3 separate regions of the Mus musculus genome follow, and regions 1 and 2 are each linked to region 3. The links are chromatin contacts, called in public Micro-C maps. All regions are on one chromosome and are shown on one strand. The core of a region is the stretch at or near the end of the contact, and the rest is flanking DNA. Distances in the headings are between cores, read along the strand shown.

Region 1 (4,968 bases), core at 1,410-3,909, 980 kb after region 3:
GTCCATATACATACATGGAGAGAGAAATATGGCACAAACTACATTTTTATACATACATGGAGAGAGAAATATGGCACAAACTACATTTTTTTTTTTCATCAGAAGGGAGTGATGCGATGCTGGCTTACACCACAACTGAATTACTGTGGGCTTACCTATAGTAAACTGGTCCATAGACATAACTCTCCAAATCTAGTCACAAGCATCCTTAGGAATAAATACCTGAGATAAACATGTGTCTCACAGGACTCTTACTAGGGCTGTAAATTTGGGATTGCGATGGGATAGTGGCTTTTTTTTTTTTTTTTTTGAATTGGAAACGTGTGAGGAAGGATGAACCATGCGCTTAGTCATCCCCCATCCACACCGCCTCATACCCCCCTCCCCTTTCTGCCATACTTTTGGGATTAGCGCTGCGTGGTCCCCTACACAAATGGCTGGCTAGTGTGGTCAGCCTGAGCCCCGCTGTGCAACCACGTCTGGAATTCCGGTAAGTTGGCAACACTAGAGCACAAAGGCAGCAACAATGAGAAGAACCCTTCAGTGCCGAAAGGAATGCTTGGATCCCTGGACCGCCACTGTGGAGCGCGCGCGCGCGCGCGCGCGCACACACACACACACACACACACACACACACACACACACACACAACTTGCCTCCCAGGCACAGGTCGAGGATCTCTGCAACTTGGCGGAGCAGTGATGCGGGACGTCCATGCAGCCTGGCCCTGGAAGGCTTCTAACCTTCATGACCCCAGCGCGGTCTTGTACAGTCATTCTGGGACCAGCATAAATCACAAACTGAGACTGGAGGGCAGCTTCGCGCCCCCTACCCAATCCCCACCTGTTGACTCCTTTTCCACACCAACCCCTCCTCCCTGGGGTCCCCAATCCTCGCTCCTCTTGGGTGCCTCAGAGTAGAAACCTTTGGCCAAAGCATCTAACTTTAGTTTCCCTGTCCAGACGTTGTTTTCACAAACCTACTGATTTTAAGTCTTTTAAGTTTTAGGTGCCAGATTTGTCTTCCAAAAGCAACACCTAATTTGTCCCCCATCCCCAAGGCTTGCCAGCCTAAGCCACGCTGCACTCGCTGTTGTGGTCAGCAGAGGTCCAGACTATACTTGCAGGGGGGAGAAGAGGAGGGCAGTAACTGGCAGGCCATCGCTCCAGGGAGGGAAGGCAGAGGGACCCTGCTCTGTCACCACGTGGATAGCCGCCTTTCCTACATCACAGCCCTTTTGCTTAAGGAAAACGACTCTAGGAAAATGGTCTAGGGCTCTATGGGCTTGCTGCAGCGACTGGGGCAGAAGATTCTGGGATGATCAGGCTGAGAATCAGCCGGGTCCTCCGGTGGGGCTCCTAGAGCAACCAATTGCACCGACTGACTCGTCTCGGCACTGCGGAACTGAAGACCGGGGTCTGAAGGGCTCGTGTAAGGTCCACTCTCTTAAAGAGGGTTGTCTCCCAGTTAACAGGTTCAGTGTGGTCCCCGAGGGGAACCATAGAGTTCTCCCGAATTCCTGGTGTTTCTCTCATTATTGGCATTGCGGAGAAAACAACCCCTCCCCCAAGTTTTGTTTCGAAATGAACAGAACTGTAGGAGACGCTGTCTGGCATGACTGACACCTGACGCTTGGGGAGCCAGATAGTTATGGCCTCCAGAGCAATGATAGAATCTCCTCTCTGACTATAAAAACACAAGCTACCCCATCTGGGTAGCCTGCACCCTGTCAGGGGGAGGAGGGCCCCGAGGCAGCTTAGCGAGTTCACACCGAGGCAAGGAGGTCAGGCGGCTTGGCTCTGTCCAGCTTTTTTCTGGTCCTCCCTCCCTCCCTCCCTCCCTCCCTCCCTCCCTCCCTCCCTCCCTCCCTCCCTCCCTCCCTCCCTCTTCCCTTCTTTTTGAGACAGGTTCTTTCTACATAGCCCAGGCTGTCCTGGAACTGTGTGGACCAGGTTGGCCTCAAACTCACAGAGATCCACTTGTCTCTGTCTCCCGAGTGTTGAGATGAAAGACCCGCACTAAAACACCCTCTGCCTTTTCTTTTCTTCCCCCTTCTTTCTCTTCCCCTTTCCTTGCTCCCCTTTCCCCATTTGTTCTTTTTCTTTCCCTTTTCATCTTTTCTCTTTCTTTCTTTCTTTCTTTCTTTCTTTTTTTAGTCGCTGCTCTTGACTTCCCCCCTTTCTCCATTCCTTCCCACCGGTGATAACGTTTTAGAGTTTGTGTCCGTGGCCAATTTCTTCCTCGCCCCGTCTAGCCATCCCTCTGAGTGGCGAGGCCAAGCCCTTGCTCCGAATGTGAGCAGCGGCGATTATTGTCAGTGATTGAATAGGACCTTGGAGTGTGTGTGCTCGTGCGAGCGAGGGGTGGGCGCTCGCCAGCGTGGGAGGCAGTTTTGTGTTCCCGGAGCCTGTGCTCCTGGGTGAGAGCATGCACGAGCGAGCGCGCTTGTGGAGTGTGCATGTGCTAGCGCGCAAGTGTCCGAGGGCCCACTCCTCCCAGAGTCGCAAAGTGCAGGGGGCGGGCCGGGCAGTAGGGGGCCTGGCCCACTGGATTCCCGCATGCTAGTTCCGGGGCGGTCTGGTCTAGAGGGCTTTATGCACTGTCTGGAGGGTGGGGACTGGCGCGGGTAGAAAACGGGATGCCTCAGGCGCCGGGACCGGCTTTCTGCCTCTAGGAGCCAGCGACTGCTGCTGAGCAAGACTCCTGTTCCGGAGCGGAGTAACCTGCCTGTGCCCGCTGCGACGCGCGCCCACCTCCCGGGGAAGGAACGGCGAGGCCCGGGGCCGTCTCCGCGATGGAGCGCGGGGCCGCGGCGGCGGCATGGATGCTGCTGCTGGCGATCGCTGCCTGCCTGGCGCCAGTCAGTGGCCAAGGTAAGCGGTCACCTGCCCGCGCTACGCCACCATAGTCGCTGCGGAGCTGAGCCGGACGAGGGTGGGCGGCTGCGGAGCTGCTCCGGCTGAGCGCTCCGGTGACCCCAGGAGAGATGACTGCAGCGCCGCTTCTTGTACTGGTTGGGGAACGCGGACGCACCGGTTTCGGTGACAGCTCGTCCCACGGCTATCGTGCCTTTGTTCCCACGGGAATTAGTCCTGACCCTCAAGGCTTTCCAGGATGGAACCTGGAGTACGAGGGTCTCCCGCGTGGGTCTGCAGCTTTCTTCTGGCTGGGGCGGGGCGGTCCTCCACGCCGCTCCCAGCGCCGCTTTCCACCTGCAGCGTCCAGCCGGCGCGGGAGATCCGATCCCACCGTGCGCCAGGGGCCGCCGGCCAGAGCCTCCTTCCATCAGTGGCGAAACCCTGTCCCGCGGTGACCCCCATGAGACCGCATCTCATGATACCGATCGTTTACGAGCCCAGATAAGGCGGGGAGGTGGGATTGGCAGAGGAAGCGGCTGATACACTAGAGTACTTTTCTTGAAGGCTTTCCCTTTCCTACCCAGAGCGGGTGCTTTTGTGTTGATGAATGGAGCTGGTTAGCTGCGCCTGAGTTTGGGGACTGGAATGCAGAAAGTTTCTAAAGTGACTACAAACTTTTTCAAGTTGTCCGGGAGGTTTTTTTTTTTTCCTTCCCCGTGAAACAGGGAGAGAGAGGAAAGGGAGGAAATTATTTAGAATAGAAAACTATAAGAGAAGAAAATGAGAGACAAGTTGAAAGGAATGGAGAAAACGGGAAAGCAAAGTGAGGAAGGAGGGAGGGAGGGAGGGAGGGAGGGAGGGAGAGAGAGAGAGAGAGAGAGAGAGAGAGAGAGAGAGAGAGAGAGAGAGACTGACTCAAGGAGAACCCACGAGCTCTCTCCCTGGCTTTCGTTGCTAGGTAGCAGCCTGGTGCTGCGTGTGACCGACCACCAGACAGACAGAACGGACGCTGCAGCCTCTGCAGGGACTAATCTGTCTGTGGGGATGGGCCAGTCCCCACTTCCCCTCCCGCTCTTTCCCGTCGGACAACTTAATTGCCCTACAATAAAAATGAAACCCCTATTGTTGCAGGATTAGTCAAAGCAATAAATTGATTTCCCTAGATCACATATTGGGGTTGATGGGTGAGGACTGTGGAAGCCCCCATTTATAGAGAGGAGAGAGGGGAGGGCTTGTGGATGGGCCGTGGCATGTATTCAAATGGTTAATCTGCTTTCTTTCCTCAATTCTTAGCGTAAGCTCCTTAGAGGGAATCAAGTAAGTAATTATACAGCAGCTCCAGGCAGCACCCATCTCAGACTTCCTGGGAAGTTTGGGAGCGCCAACAAATCCACCAGGCTTTGCAAAAATCTTTCGAAAAGGAGGGGTGGGCGGCAAGAGAAGATGTCTAACAGTTCTTCCTTTGAACACCTTTCTACAGTATTGGAAACGCAGAAAGGAGACTTACTGTTATATTGTGTGTGCGCCCGCGGTAGGGAGAGTGCTTAGGGTTATATATCATGCGCTAAATATAGCCCTAGGGTTTAGTGTACTTTTCTGTTCCTGTCTGGAGGGAAAGGTTGCTTACATTCTTGAGCTGATGTCCCTTTACCACCGGAACATGCATTCTTCTCCCTGTTTTTTGGTGTCACCAAATACTGTGTACCTAGATTTCCTCAAGTTCTCATCCATGTGAATTACGGAGAAAAAGTGGGAAGCATTTTTCAAGTTTTTAGCGGATAATGCAATAATCACCTAACATATGGCTGAGAGCACATACAAGCATACATACATGCACACATACACGTGTATGACATGTGTATATATTCTTCAGGAATTTGTTTATTTGTTTGTTTATTTATTTATTTGAGACAGGGTTTCTCTGTAGTCCTGACTGTCCTGGAACTTGCTCTGTTGATTAGGTTGGCCTGGAACTCAGATCTGCCTGCCTCTGCCTCCTGAGTGCTGGGATTGATGGCATGCATCGCCCGCCCTGGCATTCTGGGTAACAAACTAGAGCCCAAGTGTCACCATTTTTAGTTTTGCTATTTGATTATTGTAATTAATTTTT
Region 2 (4,906 bases), core at 1,068-3,567, 670 kb after region 3:
TTAAAATTTGACAACTTCCACCAAACAGGAAAAAATCTAAAGTTTTAATAACACTGTTAAAGAAGCTACTGGTGCCGGGCAGTGGTGGCACATGCCTTTAATCCTAGCACTTGGGAGGCAGTGGCAGGTAGATTTCTAAGTTCGAGGCCAGCCTGGTCTACAGAGTGAGTTCCAGGACAGCCAGGGCTACACAGAGAAATCCTGTCTCGAAAAACCAAAAAATTAAAATTAAAAAAGTTATTGGCAAACAGGCCATTCCATACAGTAGTTATTACAAGACTTAGGAGGAACAATTTTTAAGTCCCACTTTTGTAAATTTACCCCAGTGATATTCTTCTACAGGTGAGAGAAGACTGGTACACCTAGGTTTTTATTTTATACTAGGCCTCTCCTTGCCCATAAAATGACATTGTTAAATCAAGGGCAGCAAACTCACCGAACACTGTATAGTTGTCTTTACACTACAGAATCAAGAACCCACAGAGAGGGAAGATGCACAACCATGTTACCTTCTGCATGAGAGGAGACAGCAGGACGAGGAAACATTTACTGTTGCTTGCTTTGGACTGAGAGAAACTAAAAGCAATGAGAAGGAACTGGCAGATGAGAGACCAGAAAGGAGGAAATTTTTCACTATAGGTTATTTTGGCTTTTATATTCAATAATATATAAATATTAAAATGCTAAAAAGCCAAAAAAAAAAAAATCCAGCTCTATTTGCTAGCCCTGATTATTACTCTTTGCAGGGTCTTGCTAACTCCTGAATCCTTTTTCTTAGTCCGTCTGCTCAGAAACTCTTCTCCAGCCTCTAACTCCTATGTAAGGTATGTAGTGTATGTGGATTAAGGCATAGGTGCCATGGCACACCAGGTGCACTGCACGCATCAATGCGTTTGTCAAAGATGCATGTGTCCAGTGTCTCCTTTTCGGCGGATGTTCTCGCATTAATGAATAAGGCGCCCTTAACTAGATAAAACCCAGCAGCACTTGATTCCTAATTCGCTCAGTGATTTCCTCCTCCTTCTGGTGTAAGGCGTATTCTATATCTGACGGCTCAGGGGCCCAGTTCTCGGTCACTTCGGCATATCACATACTCCACTGACAGCTCAACAGTCCCTTTTTATGCAAGCCCCTCCCCTTCCCTCCTCCCGCAACCCCATTAGCTCCAGAGCTCTGTCCCTCACTCCGACAGACACACAGACACTTTTCCCCCCCACACACAAGGGTCCTAACCTGCAGTTGTAAGACCCTCCCCCTGGCCCTCGGCCTCCTGTGACCCAACTGACCCAATTCAGATCCCAAATCACTCCCTCCCAGTCAATCTAAATCACTTCTAAGGCTCTCCCCAGAACCAGGCAGGCAGCTGTACACCCTTTCGCAACAAGTACACAACTGACAGCTCCACACCAGATTTAACCCCAGCATCCGCTCCCCGTCCCTGCCCTCTCGCCCCACACACTGAATGAACCCTTCTCCCGCATCGCTCGCCCACCCTGACCTCCTTGAAATTTCTCAGCCTGGTTCCCCGCACATGCTCTCCTCTCTTCCCCACCCCCTTCCCACCAGTGACAGCTCAGTCACCTCCAACCCCTTGCGCGCTCCCCCAAGCTTCCCCTGGCAGATGCGGGTCGGCTCCCAGGGATCTCCCCCTGGGGCTCCTCCCCCCCGACCCCCGCAAGATCACACGGCCCGGCTCGCCTCGCCTCGCCAGGACTCCACTCACCCGCTCTCCCGCATTACGTTGCTGTCCCCGCAGTCGCAGGCGCCCCCGGCCTGGCTGCGGAACATGTTGAAGTCGTGTCCAGTGTGGTCGCCCTGGTGGAAGCACTCCGCGCACAGCGACATGCAGGGGGAGATGCCGCACGTCCGGCAGCGGTAGGCCACGAAGTTGGCCGTCCAGACCAGGCCGCAGAGCGCCGCGGGGTCGTAGGCCCGCACGGCCGCGCAGAACTCCTCGTAGCCGCCGCCGCCGGCCAGAAGGCACTTACACCACTCCAGGGCATCCTCCTCCGCCTCGCCCGGGCCGCCGCCGCCGCCGCCCGCCGCCTCCTCGCCGCCCGCAGCCCCGGCCAGCGGCCGCTCGGCGTTCAGCACCCTCTCCAGCAGCGCCTGCAGCTCCTCGGCGCCCGCACGGTTATCCGGCCGGCTGAGAGCGGCCTTCAGATGAGCGGCGGTGGCCGCTTTGTCTAAAGCCAGCCCCTGCGCCGGCGCCTCCGGCTGGGGCGGCTGCGGGTCCCCGACGGCCGCCGCGGCCGCCGCCGCCGCCATGATGAGAGCTCAGAATTTGCAGAGTCCAGGCCCCCGGCTCCTCCCGGGAGGGTGGGGGAATTGACTGCTGCGATGGCTCGGCCCGCCCAACTCTCGCGATACCCGGCGCTGCAGAGCACTTCTGCGCGGTCCCCGCCCCTGGCCACGCCCTCCTGCCAAGCCCCGCCCCTCGTCGGGCTCCCCACCACCACCCACCAGGCTGGGGCTCTGCTCCTATGGTCTCTCTAACCTGTTGACTCCCAACTTTCAAAAGTATTACTTACACAAGAACTCGGCGCAAAGACAATCTTTAATAAAAGTGGTTTCTCTGTAGTCGGGATGTATGTGATGTATGTAATGTATGAGAGAAGAATAAATAAAAAGAAAAAAGATAAGTGGGTTTTTTTTTTCTTTATTTGCCTGGAACATAGGAATTAAACACAACATCTACCAGATGTATTTTAGGCATCCATATCTGGTCTTCAGATGTTGATTGCTGTTATCAGAGACTTAATTACTACTGAATTCCTGCTGTTAGTGAAGCTGCCTCCTAAATACTTCCCCTGAATCTCCTAAAATAAATTTTTTTTAAGGTAAGATTCTTTTCTTTTATTTATTTATTTTTTCCTCTTGATTTGCTTGGTTTGGTTGGTTTGGTTTGGTTTTTATTTTTTGAGACAAGGTTTCTCTGTGGAACTCGCTCTGTAGACACAGATCTGCCTGTCTCTGCCTCCTGAGTGCTGAAAATTTAGGGGTGCCCTCCACTGCCCACATTAAAAGTAAGGTTGGGTTTTTTTGTTGTTGTTGTTTTTGTTTTGTTTTTTTGTCTTTTTAAAAAATTACATTCAAGTTATTTGTTTGAGTAGAAGTCCTCCGATACACATCTAATCAGAGAACACCTTATGGAAGCTGGTTCTTTATTATCTGATTTCCTGAGGATTAAACTCAAGTCATCAGGTTTGGCAACAAGCACCATTTACTTGGCCCTCTTGTTATCCTCTTACCCAAACTCTTTACTGGAGAGAAGAACCAAGCTCCTTACGTTATCTCTTCAAAATCCACCAACATCACTGTTTCTCGCTGTCCGGATCAGAGTCAAAGACAAAGAGACCAGCCACTGGAACCCATTCACCATTCCATGAAAGTTTTTGGTTAGTTTGCTTGCTTCTTTACGAGTTTTAAGACATGTCCTGCGGCCCAGACTGGCCTCAAGCATTCGGTGTAAACTAAGATGACCTTGAATTCCTACCTCCATCTCAAAGTGCTGGAATTATTGCACTATGCCTGGTTTACAGGGTCAGGGGTTGAAACCAGAGCACCGTGCATACAAGGGAAAAACTACAACTGAGCTACATTCCCAGGGTTGCTGGAGAGATGAGTCTGGTTAAGAGCACCAGCTGCATGAGCCTTGAGAGTGTGGGTCACTCTCATACAGGCAAACAGGAGTGGGGAGGGGGATTGGTAGAGGGGTAACCGGGAAGTGCGATATCATTTGAGATGTAAACGAATGGAATGAGTAATTTTTTTAAAACACTAGCTCCTCTTCCAGATGACCCAGGTTTGATTCCTCGCACCCCGATAGTAGCTCACTAACTTTAAATCCAATTTCAGGGAACCCAACGCCCCCTTCTGGCCGCTGCGTGCAAGTGCTGCACAGTAATACACCAATGCAGGCAAAATGCCCATACGTAAAAAACAATTTAAAAAATTAAAAGGTTCTGATGTATTCAATAACTATCTTAAGCAATAAATTCTCATCCCCGCAGCCTTACTAACTGATCATTTTCCTGGGGCTTTGGGGGTTGCAATGGGGTGTTTTGTTCTTTATTTTTTTTAATTAGGTATTTTCTTCATCTACATTTCCAATGTTATCCCAAAAGTTCCCCCATACCCTCCCCCCACCCACTCCCACGTCTTGGCCCTGGCGTTCCCTTGTACTGAGGCATATAAAGTTTGCAAGACCAATGGGCCTCTCTTTCCACTGATGGCCGACTAGGCCATCTTTTGATACATATGCAGCTAGAGTCAAGAGCTCTGGGGTACTGGTTAATTCATATTGTTGTTCCACCTATAGAATTGCAGATCCCTTTAGCTCCTTGGGTACTTTCTCTAGCTCCTCCATTTGGGGCCCTGTGATTCATCCAATAGCTGACTGTGAGCATCCACTTCTGTGTTTGCTAGGCCCTGGCGTAGTCTCACTAGAGACAGCTATATCAGGGTCCTTTCAGCAAAATCTTGCTAGTGTATGCAATGGTGTCAGCGTTTGGAGGCTGATTATGGGATGGATCCCAGGGTATGGCAGTCTCTAGATGGTCCATCCTTTCATCTCAGCTCCAAACTTTGTCTCTGTAACTCCTTCCATGGGTGTTTTGTTTCCATTTCTAAGAAGGAGCAAAGTGTCCACACTTTGGTCTTCGTTCTTCTTGAGTTTCATGTGTTTTGCAAATTGTATCTTATATCTTGGGTATACTAAGTTTCTGGGCTAATATCCACTTATCAGTGAGTACATATCATGTGAGTTCTTTTATGATTCGGTTACCTCACTCAGGATGATGCCCTCCAGGTCCATCCATTTGCCTAGGAATTTCATAAATTCATTCTTTTTAATAGCTGAGTAGTACTCCATTGTGTAAATGTACCACATTTTCTGTATCCATTC
Region 3 (4,737 bases), core at 2,177-4,676:
CGACAACACACCCGCTCAGATAGGGAACACAGAGGCATCTGGGACCCAAACGTCTCATAATTTCTTGGCGGGTCTCCAGCCGAGTGGCAGCTTAAAATAAACTGGCATGAAATGGGGTCGCGGAAGAGTTCAAGAATTAATTGGGTGAAAAATAGTATTTGAGTAGATGATCGGACTCGCATGGCTGCTCCAGTCAGATTGGGGAGGCGAGAAGACAATAGTGCGCCAGCCAGTCCTGTCCTCAACCCCACCCCACCCCCCTTCGCAACCTGCCCCTCGTTAACCCTTCCTCCCGACTTCTAGAGTCTGAAACACGCTGTTGAGAGCACCTTTCTCCAGGTCTGAAACCCGGGCGGCAGGACTTGCCCCTCGCCCCCCGCCCTTTCTCCCAGGCCAGTCTCAAGGCGTTCTGGTCTAAGGGTCTTTCGCGTTAACTCCCAGCAAAGAATGCAAAGAGGGAGAAGCCTTCCCGCAGACTCCTGAGATGGGCGCTAGGAGAAATCCCCTTCCTATCCCTCCAAGCAAGGCGCCTCCCATCCTCCACCCCAGCGGTGTGGGAGTGTTAGCTGCGATAAGCAAAGTGACATCCATTAAACCTCAGGCACAACAGAGCCCCAGAGAGGCGAAGAACCAGCCTGACGTCGTGAGACAGTATGTCACGGTAGGAATTCCAGTGACAGACAGGAAATCTGTGCAACACCAAGCCCCTAATAATAGTACCTGGAGCATAAAGCGCTACTTCCACCCAGTATCTGTGCTTTCTCTTTAAACTACAATCTCATCTAATCACCAGAAGAACCCAGGAAAGTGTTGTAGGTCTAAGACTCAGGTGACAAAATCATTTCAGCCCAGAGGCTACAATTTCTCAAGGTCACTTGGCCTGAGGTTGGTGTTCAGAAATATTCCAGTGCCGTCCCCCACGCCCCAAGTTAGGTGTTAATAAAAAACAGGTAGGAAGAGAGATGGGGGTCGAGAACCCCTTTGTTGTAGCCGGAGTTAAGAATGCTTCCCCCCCCCCCATAGGCGATAGGCAGGAGGGCTCCTGCTTGCCAGGGGGTTGCTGGGATAAGGTGTGAGGGTACAAGGTGTGTAAGGTGTATACTGGAGCAGAAAGGGACGCCTTCCGGTAGACCCTGCAGAGGCAGAGCCCAACAGCAAACTGGGCGGGTGGGGGTGTGTCTTCCAGGGAGGACAGAAATTAGACAGAGCAGGCAAGCTCTCTCAGGCTTTCTCCAGTTAAGGGTTAGGGGTTCCCAGGGAAGGGAGGTGGAGGTGGGGTGTCCTTAGATCTCTGGCCTCCATTTAGGTGGTTTCCGGAGGTACCACACCTTGTATGGACTCAGATTATCGACTTGGCCTTTGCTGAGGCTGGGCATTTGAGAACTATGGGGTAGTCTGCTAGGATGTAGAGGTGCCTAGTGTGGAGGGTGGTCCCCAACCTTGCAGAAGGAATAACGGTGTGTGTTGGGGGATAAAGACTGGAGTAAGATGTGGGGAGGACTGGAAAATAAATCTATCAGGGTTCAATCTACAGACAAAAGGGGCGCAGGCCTCGAGTTCGGCCAGGCCAGCTCCCACTGCTGACTCCACCGCCAAGGCCTGGATCACGTGCCACCGGCACTGACGACTCTGCCTGGGATCTGCTTTGTTGTGTGGGCAATTGTCGCTTGCCTGTGTGCAGGAAGGGGGGGGGGGCTGCTAAGAGAACTGCAAGGTGGCCTGAGGACTTAGGGTCTCCTGCCTCAGAGTCTGCACCAAGAAATTCAAAGGGGGGTTTCCTGCCTTCAGCTTGCCACTTGTGTACACGGGAACTGTTGTTTTCACGGGGCTTACAATAAGTGCCATAAAGACGCCAACAATAAAGCACTCTCAACCACACAGATCTCCCGCAGCTCCTCTTCTGTAGAGATTCTGGTGGTAGGGGGCGCAGAGCTGTCTGGAGCTGATAGAATTTTGGGAGAGGGGTGGTGAAAGACTTAACCCCAACATGGAAAAAAGATAAATCCCACGACTCCAGTCCTCTATGTGGAGTTAGAAAGTCAGGCTGAATTAGAGACAGATCGGATGGGGAAGCATAAATGCCCTTTTATCTGGTTTCTCTATTCTCCCCAAGACTTGTCACCTGCTGACAGGTCTCTAGAAAAAAGCACAGGGGTGCTTCTGCCTCCTGGCTTGCCAAGCCACATCTCCTCCTAGTTAGCTGCCAAGGTGCCCCCCCCCCCGTCACTCTGGATGATGCTTAAATGCCCCTCCCTCGCCTTTTTTTTTTGTCTCTAAGATGTAATTAATTGAATCTCAGGCAGTTTTGTGCACCTTTTACGCCCCTGGCTTCGCCCTCACTCGTCAATAGCTAGACGCAAATTTGGAGCAATTAGGGACCCAGAGTTTTCTAAAAGCTGCAATTAACGTCGAAATTTCCCCTGATTATGGACTGTGAGTACAGCGCTGGGGGCGGGGGGGGGTGGAGGAAAGGAGAGGAGGAGGTCAGGTTTCATCTCAAACCTAGAGCTAGGAAACTGTTCTCGCTGAGACTCCGGGTTCCTCACACTACCCCTCTGTTCTGACCCCTGTTGTCCCGCCAGACACAAAAACACAACACAGCTCCTTGAACGTCTCTGCCCCTTAGACCCCAAAGATCTTTCTTGCCCGGCCCTTGTGAAGTCCTCGCTGCTCTTCGGTGCCCTGGGAGTAACCTCGCGTCCCTGGCAGCCAAATGACCTCTAAGCAGGAACCTGGAATAGGGCCCCATTTGTTTCTCAGCCTCCATCATTTCTACGCTCTCCTTTCGCGTTCCGACAGCGCAGCCTCCCGCAGTGCCAGCGCCCCCACCCTCGCTGCAGTCCATTTAATAGGAAACTGGGGCAGGACCTACTTGTAGGGCGCAGGTTGGTAGTATTAGGATCCGCTCCCGCGTTCGAGGAGGTTGCAGGCGAAGGAGTGGAAGATGCCATCAGCTCGGTGGTCTTGGGGTCTCTACGGTTCAAGGGTCCCCCGCAGACTGGGCGCAGGAACAGGCTGCAAACAGAAGGGAGAGCTGTGCCGGGAGAGCTTCTAGGTCCTGCGGCCCGGGGCACCGAAGTCTCGGAGACAGAAGGGAGACCAAGGGCAGCGAGCTGGCTGGGTCCTGGTGCGCGGTCGGTGGGAGGGGGTGGGGAGGCGCTCGCTAGCTCTGGGACTGGGGCGCAAGCACAGTAGCCCCGGGCGACTCTCAAGTCTAGAGGCGCAACGGGGTGCTCCGAGTGAGGCTCACAGCTAAGGGGCGCCGGAGGCGGGTGCAGGACGCGAGGGATGGGGTGAGGATAGGGCCAGGAGCACTAGGGAGCACTCATCGAGCAAATTCCAGCCCAGCCGAGACAAGCCCCATTGGGCTCCCAGCAGCCTGGTGAACGGGCAGAAGAGGAGGGGGGAGGGCGTGCGGGGCGGGCACGTCTGGTTCGGTGTCTGGCTCCCGTTGTTGTGTCTGGCCAATTCCTTGGAAAGAAGGAGGCTCACAGCGCCGGGGACAGGGACTTTGGTGAGACAAGGTGAGAAGAAATAGGTCCTCCGCCCCTCAGGACTTGACCCGCTAAGAATCAGTCACCTTGCACTCCAGACAGCCAAAAGGCAGCGTGTCGAAGCCTTGCTGATCAGTTTCTTGTCCCACCTCGTTTCTAGCTTTCTCAACCCTAGAGCGAGGCTCCGTCCCAGATTCACTGTTTCTACTCTACCTAGTCCCCAGAGTTCGTTTCACTGAGCCAGAGAAGGTGGCAGAGGGTAAAAAGGAGACCGTCACCCGGTGGCGAATTTGCGCCTAGGGCGCAAGAGACCTCGGATAGAAGAGTGCGCGGTTCCCCTATTTGGTGTTTGTTCGTGGACAGAGTGAGGGAGAGAGGGCGAGAGAAGAGGAAGAGATGGGGAGAAGGAGCGGGCGAAAGAATGAGAGGAGAGGGAGGAGAACGGTAATCTGGGTAAATCTAAGACCCCGCAGAGCGCAGCCCACCAGCCGCCTTTTGCGTGTCGTCCCTCGGGCCGAGCATCTGTCCCCCCCCCCCCCCGCAACCTCCGCGCGCTCTCGCAGCTCCGCGGGCGGCGGTGGGACGCGGGTGCTGGGGAAGTAACAGGTTATCGCTCCTCGCACCTTCTGCCGCTGCTACCCAGGCGCGTATCCGACAGCCGTGAGCTCCGATCCCCCAAGCGCAGGCAAAAAATGGCTCTGGGGTCACTTCAGCCCTTATGTGTCCTCCCGAATGAAATTGATAAGGGTTTCAAGAGCGAGGAGGGTAGGGGATGGGTGCGCCAAACCACAGCTGCGACAGGACTGGCGGGAAGCACTCGGCTGTGGAAGGTGGGCGACAGGCGCGTGCTGGTGGGGTGAGGCAAAGGGCTGGACAAGAAGCCGCAGGCTGAGGGCACCGGGTTGAATAACCGAGGCGGGGCTCTGGCAAGTCCGGGCGATCCGGTATTTACCCACCTCGGTTCAGCGACAGCGAGCTGGACCCTCCCGCGACTCCTCTGCGAAGCGTCCCGGGGCTGGGCTGGGCTCGGCTCTGTCACAGGAGTACGTGCTGGGTGTCACCCCAGGGCTGCTTCCTTGCTTGCACGATCCCTGGTCCGGCACGGGAGAGCCTGAAGAAGGGAGAGATCCGGAGAGGCGGCCGCTGGGCTTGGGGGAGGCGGGGGCGGAGTGGGGAGGCGGGGACCCGCTCGGCGGGGGGAATCACGAGGCCGTTGCTCGCGGGGGCAGCTCGTCCGCGGAGC

The links. Hi-C and Micro-C count contacts between places; a contact is called where the count stands out from the background.
Region 1: a contact with region 3 is called in a Micro-C map of embryonic stem cells, with 13 times the contacts expected there. The contact joins the promoter of Lrp2 here to the promoter of Gad1os in region 3. A contact is called at or near these places in 4 of 39 promoter capture datasets (cranial neural crest, embryonic stem cells and liver), 9 of 484 Hi-C or Micro-C datasets (embryonic stem cells and stem cell-derived epiblast-like cells) and 5 of 115 datasets of contacts at active chromatin or transcription factors (all in embryonic stem cells).
Region 2: a Micro-C map of embryonic stem cells shows a contact between it and region 3, with 5 times the contacts expected there. The contact joins the promoter of Ubr3 here to the promoter of Gad1os in region 3. A contact is called at or near these places in 1 of 39 promoter capture datasets (hippocampal neurons), 5 of 484 Hi-C or Micro-C datasets (cortical neurons and embryonic stem cells), 8 of 115 datasets of contacts at active chromatin or transcription factors (astrocytes, embryonic forebrain, embryonic stem cells and 1 more) and 1 of 9 other capture datasets (embryonic stem cells).

The regions. Positions count from the first base shown.
Region 1 is chr2:69,583,720-69,588,687 of GRCm38.p6, reverse strand. It overlaps Lrp2 (low density lipoprotein receptor-related protein 2), which reads left to right and starts at 2,659. Exons shown (of 79, transcript NM_001081088.2): 1 at 2,659-2,873. The coding sequence starts at 2,795.
Region 2 is chr2:69,894,657-69,899,562 of GRCm38.p6, reverse strand. Ubr3 (ubiquitin protein ligase E3 component n-recognin 3) reads right to left here and starts at 2,317. Exons shown (of 39, transcript NM_177783.6): 1 at 1,724-2,317. The coding sequence starts at 2,268.
Region 3 is chr2:70,562,046-70,566,782 of GRCm38.p6, reverse strand. Gad1os (glutamate decarboxylase 1, opposite strand) reads left to right here and starts at 3,426. Exons shown (of 3, transcript NR_040496.1): 1 at 3,426-3,524. It overlaps Gad1 (glutamate decarboxylase 1), which reads right to left and starts at 4,654. Exons shown (of 17, transcript NM_008077.5): 1 at 4,451-4,654; 2 at 2,873-3,015. The coding sequence starts at 2,951.